Linked DNA regions of Oryctolagus cuniculus: region 2 is linked to region 1. A link is a contact called in public Micro-C data. All regions are on one chromosome and are shown on one strand. Each heading gives the region's core, a stretch centred on a gene start, on an enhancer-like site or on the middle of the called end of the contact. The rest is flanking DNA. Distances are from core to core; before and after follow the strand shown.

Region 1 (4,866 bases), core at 942-3,441:
TTTAGAGTCTCCGCGGTGTCAAGTTCCCATAAACGTTTGCACGAAGCATGAGTAATACCAAAAAACTGGCTCAGGCCACCTGCCACTACTTACTTCTCTTCTGCACACAGGAGTTGGCGACTGAATGTTCACATCGGCTGCAAACAGTTATACAGAAAAGTGTCCTTGAGGTTTTTTCCACCATGCAGACCCGCTGTATGTCACAGAGCTGTGCCCATTAGGGTACTTTTTGTTTGAAGATCTGCCCTCAAGTGGAGCAGCAGTCCTCATGTCAATCATCTGGGGAAGAGGAACTGTCTGAAAAGTTAGGATTCGGACTCACCTTCTTTCAGGCCTTGCTGCCTTCAGTCTGTACTTGGAGTCTGGATATGTGGGGAGCCACTGCAGGTGGAAGGGTTAGCAGGAAGAAAAGTTTCCCTGTGGAAGACCACACCTGAAAATGAGAGCACCACACCTTGTAAACTTTGCCCTGGAGTTGAGTATGCTCACCTTTGTCTCCTTCTCTCACACCCAACAAAGCCATTTTCCAAAGTCTGGGAGTATTCCTTAAAGTGTCCAAAATACTCTCAACTTTCTCTCTCCTGGGCACAAAATATGTATCAGAAAATTAGCATCAGCAATCTTACAACAGGGATAATTTTGCTCATTTGTATAAAATAAAACTTTAAAAAGTTTGAACACTTAGGGCCAGCATTGTGGCTTAGCAGGTAAAGCTGTCGCCATGAAGCCAGCATTCCACCTGGATGCTTGTTCAGGCCCTGGCTGCTCCATTTCCGAACCAAACCAGCTCCCTGCTCATGCTCCTGGGAAAGTGGTGGAGGATGGCCCAAATGTTTGCACCCCTGCCAACTATGTGGGAGACACTGATGAAGCTCCTGGTTCCTGGCTTCAGCCTGGCCCAGCACTAGCTGTTGCAGCCATTTAGGGGATTAACCACCAGATGGAAGATCTCTCCCTTTCTCTCTCTAACTCTGATTTTCAAATAAATAAGTAAAATCTTTTAAAAACTTTTTTTGCATACTTTATCTCAGGTAACAGACTTCTTGCTGTTAATTAACCTAGACCCAGTGTGCCTCAGGGAGCTGAAAATGCTGACTTGGGTCCTTCTTGCCTCCATGTTGCCTTTGATTACTCCTGAGATCTTGAAAGGTCTCCTGGATGTAGCATCTTTGCCTTGTCTGTGCTATAGATTACTATGGAAAGGTGTACCAGGGGCATTTCACAAATTTCATGGGAAAATGAAATTAAAACGTAGGTTTCTCTTGGTGCAAAAAAAGGGTGAAATCCATGTGTAGGAGGATCTTTACAAAGTTCATGGAAAATATGTGCTAGGAAAAAACTACACATGGGTTTCACCTTTTCTTGCACCGAAATAGTTATCTCTTAATTCCATTTTCTCATGAAAGTTTTTGAAGTACCCTCATATTTCCGGGTACTTGGAGTTGGGGCTGCAAATTCAGACAGCCTTTCTCTGGTCTTTGATTTTACAGTACTTAAAATATAATAATTACTATGGCTTTTGCCATCCAGACTAATGTGCTGACTTATTTCCTGATCAGATGACACAGCGCCTTAATTTATGACAGGTCACATACAATCGTTTCAGTAAGGCCACTTCCCCCATGCAAATTCCAGTGCAAAGACCACAGCTTCCGGAAGATTTTCTGTAACTAACTCCACCCTCGATCTCTGGACTCAGTGGCAGTCATTCGGACATTCCATGCCTTGGTATGCTGAGTTGCCTTGTTACTCTTCTACCCACTTTCCCCAACCCGATGACAACAATCCAGAGATCGTGGGTTCACGTGACCCGAGGGTCTTCCGAAAGGACGGTGACAACTCCTATTAGCACTAGGGGCTGTTGCAGAGTCCAGGGCGGGCGCTCGTGAGCGGGCGCCCAGCGCGGTCTCGAAAGCCCGGCCCGGGAGCTCCCGCAGGCTGAAGTGCCCACGCGGACCCTCCCTCTCCTCCCTCCTGCGGCCGGCGCTCACTCACTGGGCAGCGGACAGAAGCACAGGGACAAGGTGATCACAGCAGAGGCCTCTTCCCCGGGCTCCTGTGAGGACCAGGCCTTGCGCCGCAGAGTCTCGGGATTGGCTGATCAAGACAGTGAATAACTGTCAATCAGCGTGTGCTTGGCTTCCTTAAAGGGCCCGCATGCTCGACAGAGGTCTGATATGTCCTTCCAGGCCAGGACGTGACGTAGGAGAGGCGGGTCAAAGAGGCAATTTCAAAACCACAGGGACTCAGCTGTCAGATTTTGAGGGGCTGCAGAGGAAGCCAAATGGAAGTGTCAAGTAAAGGCTTCAGTCTCTCCGTCTGTAAAATCACGTTAAAGTGACAGAAGGTTAAGACAGGAAGGCAAAGAGAGGACACGACCGTAGTTACTCATTCTCTGTTAAACAGTGACACCTTTCTCCTGCGCTGCTCTTAGGCTGTCCATGTCTTCTCTCACGGCCATCAGCAACTTTATCTCTGCCCCAGCCTCAGCGAGAGAGGCTTAAGGAGCTATTAGCGCTGCCTTGACTAACAAATGGTCTGGGAGAAGAGCATGGACTTCACGGCCTCTGGCCTTGAGGAAAGCCCCTGCCTTAGCCCTGGCTGACCACCATCTCAGTGAAGAAGGTGTCTGGTCCCTTCCAGGCTCAGCGTGGGAGAACAGCCCCCTACCTGCCAGGCTTGTCTTGATGCTGTCCCAGCACCAGCCCGCAGTATTCTGGGGGTTGGGTCCCCACATTCCAGGCCTTCATTGTTGAATGACTGAATGCAGAAATTGCAGCCGCATCCTGGTTTCCAGTTGTTGGAGTGGGTGTGTAGGTGGGGGTGGTTCCCAGGAGCAAAGCTATGAGGACCTTTTACTCTTTAAGGAAGGTTAATAACTGATAGGAGAAGTAAAGGATAGCATTTGAGTGCACAGAGCCTCATGTGAACACGTTGGATTCAATTTCCAGCTCTGACACTGTCACTCTGTGACTTTATCATGCCTGTAACAGAACTAAAGCCATCTAATGAATTGGATTGTGAGAACTAAGTAAGATATTTAAACACACAGCACAGTGTCTGGTACACAGTATTGAATAAACAGAGCGCTGTTACTAGCTCTAGGCCAGCAGGACAAGGGGGAGGGAGCAGTTATTAAAACTGGGTGAGAGGACGGCGCTGCGGCTCTCTAGGCTAATCCTCTGACTGCGGCACCAGCACACCGGGTTCTAGTCCCAGTCGGGGCACCGGATTCTGTCCCGGTTGCCCCTCTTCCAGTCCAGCTCTCTGCTGTGGCCCAGGAGTGCAGTGGAAGATGGCCCAAGTACTTGGGCCCTGCACCCCATGGGAGACCAGGAGAAGCACCTGGCTCCTGGCTTCGGATCAGCGTGGTGCACTGGCCTCAACACGCTGGCTGTGGCAGCCATTGGAGGGTGAACCAACAGAAAAAGGAAGACCTTTCTCTCTGTCTCTCTCTCTCTCTCACTGTCCACTCTGCCTGTCAAAAAAAAAAAAAAACTGGGTGAGAGCTGTGGCTATGGCTGTGGGAGACGGTCCCCCATAAGAGCCATGTCGTTCAGAACAGGAAAGATATCAATGCCAGCACTTGGCTGGGCAGGGTGAGAATCTATAATTGTAATACTGTTACACCTCAGCTCAAAGCTGGGACCAGAGGAGAAGAAAGACCAGCTCTTTGTTCTCCACCCTCATATACTCTGATATACTACAGGGGTCTTCCACTGACTGGATCTGCCAGGAAGTCAGAAGACAAGGAATCCAGGTGAATACAGTCTGTAGAGGTCGCCTCCAAGGCACCGTGCCTAGTGTGAAAAACAGAAAATATTCAGTATTTCAGTATACCATTTCTACAATACTGGATTCATCATTTCTGGAATCCTGGCTCATGAGGCAAAAATGCTTGGACTAGAGGATCCAGCCATGGTTCTATTGAATTAGAAACTGTACTGTCCTCTAGTCATTTTAGTTCCACACAATGATGGGGTTGCAGTGATTGGTTCCAATTACCAAAGAGGAATTGTGTTGCACATACACACTTAAAGCAAAGCAAACTAGGCATGACACACAGAGATTCACTGAGAACCTCCTAATATTCCCATAAGCATTAATAATGATCATTGGATAACTTCAGTAACCCAATAAAGTTAGAACCACTGGAGTTTAAGATTATGTAGAAACTGGAATTGCATCACAACACCAGATTTAAAAAACCAACCAAGCAACCAAGATGCACCAAGGTGCTAGCACAGGACATGGGAAACATAAGTGAATGAGTAGGAAGCTATGGTTGGATTTTCTCCGCGCCCTCTTTCTGTTGTATGAAGCATACTGGTAGACTCAAATATCGTCATTAATCTCTAGATGAGAGCATGCTTAAAGTGACATCACCTCAAGGCAATATGTTGGCTGATGGTGCTTGTTAAAGAAAATCAGAATAGAAGCCAGCATTGGGGCACAGTGAGTTAAGCCGCCACCTGGGATGCTGTCGTCCCATATGAGTATTGATTCTATTCCTGGCTGCTCTACTTCCAACCCAGCTCCCTGCTAATGCACCTGGGAAAGCAGAAGAAGGCCCAAGTACTGGACCCCTGCCCTACACGTGACAGACTCAGGTGAAATTCTAGCTACTAGTTTCAGCCTGGCCCAGCCCCAGCAGTTGAGGCCATTTGAAGAGTGAACCAGTGAATGGAAGATCAATTGACCTCTCCTCCCCTCTCCTCTCCTCTCCTCTCTTCTCCTCTCCTCCCCTCTCCTCTCTTTCCTTCTCCTCTCTTTGTAACTCTGCCTTTCAATAAATAAATAAATTTTTAAAATAAAACAAAAGGAAAACCCGAGCTAGACAATAGCTAAAGTGGTAAACATAAAAAT
Region 2 (4,866 bases), core at 856-3,355, 200 kb after region 1:
GGATTCCACAGGCAGCAGGTTAGAGTTCAGTTCAATACAAATTACTTAGAAGTTCCTGAAATTGTCCAAGAATGCACTAAGAAAGTCATGCCTAAGAGGTAGCTAAGAGGGGTTAAAGCTGTGGCGTAGGGGTTAAAGCTGCGCCTACAGTGCCAGCATCCTATATGAGTCCCTGCTGCTCTACCTCCTATCCAGCTCTCTATTCTGGCCTGGGAAAGCAGTGAAAGATGGCTCAAGTCCTTGGGCCCCTGCACCCACATGGGAGACCTGGAAGAAGCTCCTGGATCCAGGCTTCTGGCTTCGGATCAGCCCAGCTCCAGCCACTGCTGCCCTTTGGGAAATGAACCACCGGATGGACGACTTCTCTTTCTGCCCCTGGCTCTCTGTAACTCTGCCTTTCAAATAATATATATATACTATATATATGTATATAGTATATATATTTTTTCAACTTTTTTTTTGACAGGCAGAGTGGACAGTGAGAGAGAGAGACACAGAGAGAAAGGTCTTCCTTTGCCGTTGGTTCACTCCCCAATGGCCGCTGCCACCGCGCACCGCGCTGATCTTTTTTTTTTTTTAAGAGGTAGCTAAGAAAAGGAAGACCCAGCTGTGGGACAGACAATGCTAAGTTAAACTGCCAGAGAAACTGCTGCCTCTTTTTCATTTCCTCTCTTTCTCTGCCAAGTGCATAACTGAATTTGAGCAAAATGACAGTATAATGCAACTGTTATTATTCTACAATATTGCACTGCTAAGTCAAGAAACCTCTCTAGTCCTCTCTAATGCCATAGCTGAGCTGGATCAGAGTTCATCCACAGTTTCATCTGACAAATATTTTCAGAGTTCGCTATGCTTACTACGTTCCAGGCTGTTGTACTGGATGAGGCGGGCGAGGGGGAGGGGGACGGAGAAGGGGTAAACCAGGAGACACTGTCTGACCACAAGAGGCTGGCGAGTGGTGAAGCAATTCTTTGATCACCCTAGGGGAATGTAGCAAATATTTGGAACAATTATGGAAAGTTACATATTTTGTTATGAATACCAGCTGCAATGCTGTATCTGATACTGATTAAGTTACTTTGTTTCTTTTACTGCTTGCAGTTTTTGTTACTTTTTACACGAGTTAATTTTTTTTTCCGAAATTCTCTTAAATATTTTAATGGAAGTATACAAATATACAGAAAGATTCTAAGTGTACAAAAAAAGACAATGAGAAGCAAGTCTTTCTTCTATTCCAGACCCTCCTTTTGCATACCCTCTCGCCCTCAACACTGCCTAACTCTTATTCAGTTTATCACTTCGAAGCAAAGTTAGTTACTGTGCTCTCTGGGGCCCACAAGTTAAATACCAAACTACAGCTATCTCTAGTCTATGCCAGTTCGAAAATTAAGTCTTCTGCAGCACCTAACTCTACCGAGGGTAAAGAGACGCATCGGCCCTGCCACTGAGGTTCGCAGGTAAACAGATGACGGTAACGGAATTCAAAATATAGATTGTGCTAGTCCGAGAACCCCCGCAGGGCGTAGGACAGGACAGCACTTGCACGGTAGGTGGTTTATTTACAGATTATGAAGAAATGCCCCTCTAGGATGTAAGGTCCTTAAGAGCAGGAGCTGTAATACCCCGTTCTCTGCTGGCCGAGAACACAAAGGGCACTCCCTCTGTAAAGACCCCCCTCAGTAGAGGCCCCCAGAACCCAGGGCCGAGGCCGCGGCCGGTGGCTGAGTGGGAACACCAGCAGGAAGCATCACGTGACCAGCGCTCCCCACCTACCACCCCCGCCGGGGCCGGGCCCGCCCCCATCAGAGGCTCCACCAATCCGGAGGGGAAGTCGAATTTGGCCAGGCCAGACGAAGGGCACGTTCCTAGAGCCGAGTCGTCTAGCTGCAGCGCGGATCACCCGACTCGGCCCAGCCTCAGCCGCCAGCCGCCAGCCCCCAGCCCCTAAGGGCAAGCTCCAGCTCCCGGGTGGGAGGGCCAGAGCGGAAGGAGCGGGGCTACAGCGCATGCGTACTGACGCAGCGTGGTAGCCGTCGGGAAGATTAGGGCGGAGCTTCAGAAAACAGCGAGGGGGAAGGGTGAAGTCTCCAGGGCGCGCGCGCGCGCCTCAGGCCTGCCCGGCTCGACCCACGCGGCGCGGCGTGGTGACGCCTGCGCTGCCCGAGGAAGGGGCGGGGCCGGGGCGGGCCTCCGCGCTCCTCCCGCCCTCTCTCTGTCCGGACTCTCCCTCCCCTTCCCTCCCCCACACTCGGCCCCGTCAGCTCGGGGGTGCTTTCGTCGCGTAGCGTCTCGTCTGCCCGGCCCGGCCAGGCCAGCGGGCAAATGCCCCGAGCTGCCGCGGCCGCCGCCGCCGACTCGGCCGGTGGCGGTGTGGGAGGCAGGCGACCAGCCCGGGGCCGCTGAGTGTGACAGACGGGGCCGGGGGCCGCTAGGCGCCCCGGCGTCGGTGGCTCTGCGCGGATCATGTATTTCCTGAGCGGCTGGCCCAAGAGGCTGCTTTGCCCTCTGGGGAGCCCGGCCGAGGCGCCTTTCCACGTTCAGTCCGACCCGCAGAGGGCTTTCTTCGCGGTGCTGGCCCCGGCCCGCCTCAGCATCTGGTACAGCCGAGTAAGTAGAGCCGCCCTCCGTCTCTCGTGCTCCTTGCCCGGCGTCCAGCCCTCAACTTCCACCCAGAGCCCCCTGCCCCCTGCCCTTAAGCGCCGGCCCCACTCGCCCTCCTCGTCCGCGTCCTCATTCCACAGATGTGGTTGCATGTACCCGCCCGGCTCCGCGCACGTTCTCCTGCCAGGGCTCGGGATGGGTGAAGTCGCTGTTGCCGAAAATCCCTGCGCCTCCCCGCGTTGGACCGACAGCCGCGCACCGTGCAGACCCCGCGCGCTCCCTCGATTGAACCCAGACGTGCTTCCCCCGCCACCACCCCCCCCCATCCACATTCCCCGAGGAGCAAATTTGTTTAAAACTTTCCACAATTGGAAGTCTCGCCGCTGCGGTGTCCTAACCCTCCCTTACTAAAGGTCGTTGTTTAGGAGTTGGGGGGAAGCCTGTTGGGCTTTACCGCGTGCCAGACTTCCCAGGCCTGTGATCACTTCTTTCTGGAAACTTAACAGCCAGAATTCTTTATTTATACTGAAGATCTGGTTCTTGAACTCCCTGCCTGCCCCCCAGCGTCCCTTCCCCTCTTTCAGGCTGGTCCTTTTCTGCTTTCGGACTCTGGAGAGAGCCGTAGTGGGGTGAGGAGGAGCGGAAGTAGAACTCCAGTCCGCGCGGCTCCCTGTTAAAACACCTGGAAATAATAAGAGTTGGGAAGCGTGTGGAAATGAGTTCTGGTTTTGCTTTGTATTTCATGACCGAGTATATGAGAAATGATTTGAAAAGTAGGCGGAGGATTGGATACCTGCTGCTCTATGCAAATGCTGCTATAGGTCTGTGTATGAAAACTACAGAATTATAGCTTAAAATACTTTTTTATCCCTCTCCAAAGACAGTACTAGTTGATCTCAGAGTGAAGCTCTTCTCTTTTCAAAGTTAATTTGATCATATGGAGATAGGTATGAGCTTTTCCTTGTTACATCCATGAGCAAAAATCAGATGCATTAGAACTCCTCAATCTCTATATGCTACTCCTGGAGTGCCTCTGATGCCCTTGACTGTCCTCATACAGAACCTTGGTAAAACTGGTGCTAGGATTTAGGTATTTCTCTGATTATCATAGTTGGACTATGAGCAACAGTTTTTTTGCCATTAAGTTTTGGCTGATCTAACTTTCATGCACACACACAAATAGGCTGTGAAGTGGTTGATACCACAATATTACCTCTGTCTGGTGCTCCCCTGCATGTTTGTGTATATATTGTATATCATTTGGTTCTTAAATGAAACGCTTGTTTACAATGTATACGCTGGCTGAATAAGTTTTACTATCTTTAAGGCTATAGAGCTATTTACTTTAAAACACATGAAGGAAAAATTAGAACTCGAATTTTAAATTGTTTTCTGAATTTAGTACATTATTTCATTATAATTTAATATAAAGTCTGAAATTTAACTTTCTTAACTGTTGACCAGGCAGGCCTAACTTACTACCAGACAAATGTAAATTCAAAGTGAGGGGATGAATAGACCAGAAACCAGTAAGCCACTTTTTTCTTCTGCAAAATGACCATAAAAATGTGGTTCAACTTTCTTAGGTACATTGTGAATCTTAAGAATACCTATTACATGGTTTTGGAGTTAGATACTATATATATATTCAAGGCAGCCCTAGAATTTAAAACTACTTATAGGCCTTTCCTTCAATCATTCACTCTACATACAGCTTGCTCTTTCCACAGAAATACAGGGGCCACACTGTTGAGATCCAATGTGCACAAGTTAGATTGTAGGGAATCTATGCCTTCAGAGTTATGGAATGAAATGAAATACAGGAATACCTTAGGGAGGATACAGGGTACTGTCGATTTTATGAGTGGTTAACTGGATTCTGGGCATCAGCTTTGTCACTTAAAATCAGGTGTTGAACCAGGTGATTCTAAGGTGTATGATTATATGATTAGGTAAGTGGAGAACAGATGCCAGTCTCCAGCTTCCAGTCTTCCCTTCCTGGGATATGAGTTTTCTTATTCTGTATGGAAAGTTTTCATTTTTATTTCCTAACTTCTAAATCTCTTGAAACTGTAAGCTAATATAAATTCAGGTTAGCAGACTTCTGTTAAAAGTGAAAAGACCTCTGGGTAAATTAAGGGGCTTTCAGTTATATCACGTAATTTAGAGTGAGTGAGTTTAAACTGTTTGCTCTGGAAATGTGAAAGCTTCAATTTTGGAAGAGTTAAAGCTGCAAGTGATTTGATAGAATAAAGTGAAGGGTGA

Evidence for each region. A called contact is a pair of places that touch in the nucleus more often than the background predicts.
Region 2: a Micro-C map of ear pinna shows a contact between it and region 1, with 3 times the contacts expected there. The contact joins the promoter of RIC1 here to the promoter of PLGRKT in region 1. A contact is called at or near these places in 2 of 6 Hi-C or Micro-C datasets (ear pinna and an unstated tissue).

Annotation. Positions count from the first base shown.
Region 1 is chr1:168,089,963-168,094,828 of mOryCun1.1, forward strand. It overlaps PLGRKT (plasminogen receptor with a C-terminal lysine), which reads right to left and starts at 2,192. Exons shown (of 6, transcript XM_070051771.1): 1 at 1,996-2,192; 2 at 94-433. The region is part of intron 1 of CD274 (CD274 molecule); the gene reads left to right.
Region 2 is chr1:168,285,718-168,290,583 of mOryCun1.1, forward strand. RIC1 (RIC1 homolog, RAB6A GEF complex partner 1) reads left to right here and starts at 2,106. Exons shown (of 26, transcript XM_070051800.1): 1 at 2,106-2,607. The coding sequence starts at 2,464.